Linked DNA regions of Ovis aries: region 1 is linked to region 2. Evidence: chromatin contacts called from public Hi-C data. All regions are on one chromosome and are shown on one strand. The core of a region is the stretch at or near the end of the contact, and the rest is flanking DNA. Distances in the headings are between cores, read along the strand shown.

Evidence for each region. Hi-C and Micro-C count contacts between places; a contact is called where the count stands out from the background.
Region 1: a Hi-C map of omental adipose tissue shows a contact between it and region 2, with 5 times the contacts expected there. The contact joins two enhancer-like sites. A contact is called at or near these places in 8 of 16 Hi-C or Micro-C datasets (hypothalamus, liver, mixed tissues and 4 more).

What each region holds. Positions count from the first base shown.
Region 1 is chr15:23,539,561-23,543,021 of ARS-UI_Ramb_v3.0, forward strand. No RefSeq gene overlaps it. Among named protein-coding and RNA genes, the nearest start is that of TTC12, 29 kb to the right of the region's middle. Within about 2 kb of position 1,336, at least 5 of the 54 cell types and tissues checked have an H3K27ac peak or open chromatin away from gene starts, as enhancers often do.
Region 2 is chr15:22,738,162-22,741,409 of ARS-UI_Ramb_v3.0, forward strand. No RefSeq gene overlaps it. Among named protein-coding and RNA genes, the nearest start is that of NCAM1, 420 kb to the right of the region's middle. Within about 2 kb of position 1,705, at least 10 of the 54 cell types and tissues checked have an H3K27ac peak or open chromatin away from gene starts, as enhancers often do.

The DNA of each region.
Region 1 (3,461 bases), core at 86-2,585, 800 kb after region 2:
CCAGGCAAGAACACTGGAGTGGGTTGCCATTTCCTTCTTCAGTGCATGAAAGTGAAAAGTGAAAGTGAAGTCGCTCAGTCGTGTCCGACACCAGGACTTGACTCTACCCCAAAGACACTCCAAACTCAAACATGCTCCAAGAACAATGGATTGTAGCATTTACTCACTTGTTCCGTGTTTATTAAGGTCAGATATTTATCAAGCACCTATTGTGGGTCAGGCGTTGAGTTGGGTAGTGGAGGTACAGATAACATCCTTGCCCTGATGGCAGCCAGCCCAGCACAGTGGAAAGATCATGGACTCCAGAGAGCAACATGTATTCTGCCTTGGACTTGAGGCTCTGGTATGTCCATGCTGTGTGACCATGGGCAAAGCACTTAACCTCTCTGAGTAAGTTTGGCTTATCTATAAAATGCAAATTCCTACCTCACAAAACTATCTGAAATTTCAAAGAGGCCTTATCGTGGCACGTGATAAATCAGGATTAGTACTTACATTAGTCAGGGTTCTTAGCTGCAAGCAGCTAAAGCTGATTCTGGTGGATTAAACCAAAACAGGATTTTGCGAAAAGAAGACCCTGTGGCTCACGCCACTGTGGGAGGCCCGGAGATGAGGGCTTTAGAGCAAGCTTCCAAAAGTAACGCTTAAACAGAGCTGCAGAGCTGGCCCGATGAGAAAGCCACCACTGCCAACTCTCCCCCCAGGCAATGCCAGGCCCAGGTCGGGCACCTGGCCTTTCAAGCGCTACTGCCCACCCTTCAACCCCTCCTCTAAGAGAAATCTGATGCCTCAGCACTTTCAGCCCGAAAAATGGGTTCTGAGCAGAACTTCTCTCCTTGTGTTGTTTCCCTCTCTGGGAGTCTGGTCACAGGGCCCTGGGTCTCACCAATGGCCAGTAAGGAGCTGCAAAGAAACCTGGGGCCTGAGTATCCAGGCTTCCACCTTTGAGGGGATGTTAGGACTCAGAAGGCTGGTCCTTCCTCCAATAATGCAAGGGTGCTCAAAGAGTGCTTGACAACCAGAAGCCGGTAAATGTCCACTGGGGTCTCTTGCCCACAGTAGTCACCAAATATATTCCCAGCCTCTTGCCACGTCTGTGAACTCCTGGTGGACGTCCCCCCCTCCCAAGGCCTCTGTACCCTCACGGGGCAACCCTGACACACCAGACAGCCGTGGAAATTCTTTGTGTGCCTCTGTGTGCACGTGGGCCCCATCTCCAGCACAAGGGAGAGCCTCAGGCAGGAGGTTTGAGAAAGGCTGGGGCCCCGGACCCTCCCGGAAAAACCCAGATGGGTTGGGAGCTGGCTGGGAAGGGAGCAGAGTGGGCTGAGGCTGCCACCAAGTGGCCATCCTGAGAACGACAGGAGGGCCAGCCTTCCCTCCAATCAGGCTGTCTGGACAGAAGGCCCACCTCCCCTGGAGTCTGGGAAAGGAGCCCACCTCCTCCGCTCCACACCTCTATTTAGACGTCGAATTCAACAAACTCCGAAGAAGGAAATGATATCTAATATTGATTTGGTACCCTAAAGGGTGCCACATGCTTTCACACAGTAATAATGTTAGTATTAATATGTCATGCAAAAATGATTGTGTATTATTATGTGATAGTGATACTATTAATATTATTGTTAATATTGTCATGTAATAATAATTGCATTACCTAATTACACGACAATATTATTATCAGTAGTAACATTCAGTTCAGTTCAGTTCAGTCGCTCAGTCATGTCCGATTCTTTGCGACCCCAAGAACCACAGCACGCCAGGGCTCCCTGTCCATCACCAACTCCTGGAGTCCACCCAGACTAATGTCCATCGAGCTGATGCTGCCATCCAACCATCTCATTCTCTGTCATCCCCTTCTCCTCCTGCCCTCAATCTTTCCCAGCATCAGGGTCTTTTCAAATGAGTCGGCTCTTTGCATCAGGTGGCCAAAGTATTGGAGTTTCAGCTTCAACATCAGTCCTTCCAATGAACACCCAGGACTGAGCTCCTTTAGGATGGGCTGGTTGGATCTTCTTGCCGTCCAAGTGACTCTCAAGAGTCTTCTCCAACACCATAGTTCAAAAGCATCAATTCTTCGGCACTCAGCTTTCTTTATAGTCCAACTCTCACATCCATACATGACCACTGGAAAAACCATAGCCTTGACTGGATAGACCTTTGTTGACAAAGTAATGTCTCTGCTTTCTAATATGCTGTCTAGCTTGGTCATAACTTTCCTTCCAAGGAGTAAGTGTCTTTTAATTTCATGGCTATAGTCACCATCCACAGTGATTTTGGAGCCCAGAAAAATAAAGTCAGCCACTGTTTCCACTGTTTCCCCATCTATTTGCCATGAAGTGATGGGACCAGATGCCATGATCTTCATTTTCTGAATGTTGAGCTTTAAGCCAACTGTTTCACTCTCCTCTTTTATCAAGAGGCTCTTTAGTTCTTCACTTTCTGCCACAAGGGTGGTGTCATCTGCATATCTGAAGTTATTGATGTTTCTCCCAGCAATCTTGATTCCAGCTTGTGCTTCATCCAGCCCAGCGTTTCTCATGATGTACTCCACATATAAGTTAAATAAGCAGGATGACAATATACAGCCTTGATGTACTCCTTTTCCTATTTAGAACCAGTCTATTGTTCCATGTCCAGTTCTAACTGTTGATTCCTGAACTGTATACAGGTTTCTCAAGAGGCAGATCAGGTGGTCTGATATTCCCATCTCTTTCTGTTTATTATATTGTGAAAACTTTAAATACCATCTCTTGATCCTCATAACAAGTCTGTAATAAACAAACACGTTTACCCAGATGGCTTTCATTTTCCTTCCTTCTCTCAATAGCATCTCTCTTTGGGATGGGCATAGGGGTCAGAGGAAGGATTCCCCTTCTATTCTCAGAAATTTCACTGAAACTGCTGACAAAAAGAAGCTCTCTTCCCATGAACCCATAAGAAAAAGTGCCACCTGAGGAGAAAACCTGTCTGAGATGGAAACCAATCCATAAGAAGCTGAGCAAATCTCAGTGACACGGGAGCCCCCTGGGTCCAGCCGTACCTGAAAGAGTCCCAGAGTTTCCAATTCCAAAAACCAACGTGTTTCCCTAGACTTATATATGAATAAACTATTTTTTAATTTTAAACCAAATTAATTCTACTGATTCCTATTTAATAAAATAAATTAATGTGGAAGTAGGATCCAACAGATTAAAAAAAATAGGAAATTTTCAAAGACAAGGTAGTGAGGGACATTTATTCACTTCCACGTGCTCCTCTGTTCTAGGCCTTGGATATCAAGTAGGCACCAGGGCAGACAAGATCCATGCTCTCCTGAGCTAACTTTCTAGTGGGGAACTCCAAGAAAAACAAATTAGACAACAGCAACTGGCAATACACACCACCCAGAAAATTCTAATGGGGAGATGTGATGGTGTAGGACGAGATGAGAACTTTAGATTGGGTGGTCAGAGAAT
Region 2 (3,248 bases), core at 455-2,954:
GGAAAGATTGAGGGCAGGAAGAGAAGGGGATGACAGAGGATGAGATAGTTGGATGACATCACTGACTCAATGGACATGAGTTTGAGTAAATTCCAGGAGTTGATGATGGACAGGGAGGCCTGGCATGCTGCAGTCCTTGGGGTCGCAAAGAGTCGGACATGACTGAGCGACTGAACTGAGCTGAATGGATCTCAGGATTGCACCAATCCTGAGAAGGAAACAGGAAAGAAGGTTATTATTTTCAATTTTTAGGTTTGGAAAGCAAAGTTTAAGTGAATAAATGACTTATCAAGATTACAAGATGAATTAAAAGAAAGCTGTCTTATCAGTAGGCCAGGGCTACAAAAATGGTTTTAACGCACTTGCTGCAATGGTTGTTCAAATTCATATTCTAGTCCCCAAAGGCTTCTGTTCTGGATGAACACTCCTTGGGAGACCTTCCAGGTGTTAGTAAAAGATCCTGAGTTCAGTCCACTCCAGGCCCTGACTTCAACTGAAACCCAACTAATTAAAACTTACAAAAGAACATTTAGATTTGAAGAATTCAGATTCAGCTGGAAGATTTCTGAAGGGTAATCAAACCGACACTTTCATTTTCCGGATGAGAAAAGTGAAGCCTGGGTTGGGGAGGGCGTTGTGATTTGGGCCCATTCCCAGCTTTGGACAGAAACCTCATAGCCTCAATAGACAGAGAAGAAAGGGCTTGGCTGTAACCTAGGAGAAAATGAAGCTGCAATAACAGAGAGAAATCTTTACAAATCTCAACCAAATGCTTTTTGTGGATTGCAGTGTTGATTCGAATGTTTTGGCTCCTACCAAGTTTCTTGTCCATCTTAAAGACAGACTTGTGCTCATTCGCTGATTCCTTACGTAGTTAACCTGACTCCTTTCCTAAGCTCCCTGAAAACTCCAGATCAGCAGTTCTTTGATTTGCTCTGTCCTCAGAACAACCACTCTAGGTAATCACAAGCTTGCATAGAAGGAAGTTATGGAATCCAGGGCTGGCCCCTTTTGTCTTCCTTCTTCAAGTAAGGGGCATACCCACCACCTGAGGGCTGAGAACTGAGGGCTGCCCGGACAGACTGACACACCCTCTCTGAGGATGGCTCTAGGGATCTGAGTTTCTGTTTCTTAGCTGAAGGCTTCCTCCCATCACCATAGCTACATCTCTCATCCAGTCTGGCCACTGCAGCCTGCACGGGGAGCTCAGAACAGAGCAGTAAAGCCATCCACAGCCCCAGCCTTAACTAAGTCTTTGTAAGGATCCCAATGGCAGTTTTGATTCAATAGCCAAATAAACTCCAGAACATTGATGACCCACAGGCAATGAATATTTAAACCTTTCTTTTTTCTCTTTTAATCTATGTTAAAGAGGAATAGTTACACACAAGGATATTCCAGGGTGATTGAGCCATAATCCTACCTACAGGCCACCCGAAGATTTGCTGCCCTAATTAAGCATCGCTTCTCTCAAAATCTATTCCCAGCATTGTTTTCTAAGGTGCTAGTGACTGAGCGACTTCACTTTCACTTTTCACTTTCATGCATTGGAGAAGGAAATGGCAACCCACTCCAGTGTTCTTGCCTGGAGGATCCCAGGGACGGGGGAGCCTGGTGGGTGGCCACGACTGAAGCAACTTAGCAGCAGCAGCAGCAGCAGCAGCAGCAGCAGCAGATCATCAAAGGCCTCCAAATCCACTAGATGGCAGTAGTCGGTTGATCAAATAGAGAGGGCCTGCCTAGAGAAGCCAGATACCCACAGAGCAGCCAAGCTCTAGGATTTATAATCAAGTCCAGAATATCTAAATATAAAGACGCTCTCTCCCCTCCTCCATTCCTTGAGGGTGACTCTTACTCTTTTTAATTATTATTTAAGATAACAGCTACTCTGGACGAGGCTATTTATGCAGGACTCTGGCAGAAAAGAAATAGAGGCCTGTATATATTAGCTCGGGGAGTCGTTTCTGAGCTGCCCCTTACTGAGTCAAGATGAACTGGAGGCAGCTGTGAGCTCCTACTGCAAGAGGAAGATTGCGCCTTTGCTCCTTCTAAGCCACAGCTCTCCAGGCATTCCAATCAGGGACCTCAGCCAGACCATGAGCCCCAAACCACAGCTTACCACACAACTGTGCTGAGCTCTGAACCAAGCCCTAATATTAATTTATGAAACCACAAAGCGATTACAAAGTTGTGTTCTATTTTTCTTCTGAAAACCCCCTATTGAAGAATGAGTTTGAACCGGAACCAAGCCTACATACTTCCTAGGACTTTTTAAAAAGATTATTAAATTTTGTTTTTTATTTTACATTGGAGTACTGGCTTAGATGGTAAAGAATCTGCCTGCAATGAGGGAGATCCAGGTTCCATCAATGGGTCGAGAAGATCCCCTGGAGAAGGGAATGGCTACCCACACCAGTATTCTTGCCTGGAGAATCCCATGGACAGAGGAGCCTGGTGCGCTATAGTCCATGGGGTCGCAAAGAGTCGGACACGACTGAGTGACTAACACTTTCACTTTCATAGTTGATTAATAACGTTGTGTTAGTCTCAGGTGTAATGCATATACATGTATGTATTCTTTTTCAAATTCTTTTCCCATTTAGGTTATTACAGAATATTGAGCAGAATTCCCTGTGCTATACTGTAGGTCCTTTTTGGTTATCTATTGTAAATATAGCGGTGCGTACATGTCAATCCCAAACTCCCAAGCTATCTCTCCCTCCCCCTATCTTGCCTCCCTGGTAATCATTTAATTCATTCTCCAAGTCTGTGAGTCTGTTTCTGTTTTATAAATAAGTTCATCATTGCTGTTGGTAGTCACTAAGTCGTGTCTGACTCTGTGACCCTGTGAACTGCAGCACCAGGCTTCCCTGTCCTTCACTATGTCCCAGAGTGTACTCAGACTCATGTTCATTGAGTCGCTGATGCCATCCAACCATTTCATCCTCTGTCACCTCTTTCTCCTCCTGCCCCCAATGTTTCCCGGCATCAAGGTCTTTCCCAACAAGTCGGTTGTTCGCAGCAGGTGGCCAAAGCTTTAGCTTCAGCATCAGTCCTTCCAGTGAATATTCAGGGTTGATTTTCTTTAGGATTGACTGGTTTGATCTCCTTGCAGTCCAAGGGACTCTCAAGAGTCTTCTCCAGCAGCACAATTTGAAAGCATCAATTCTTCAGCTTTCTTTATGGCTTAATTCTCACATCCATGCATGACTACTAGAAAAGACAAATATCACATATCACTTATACGT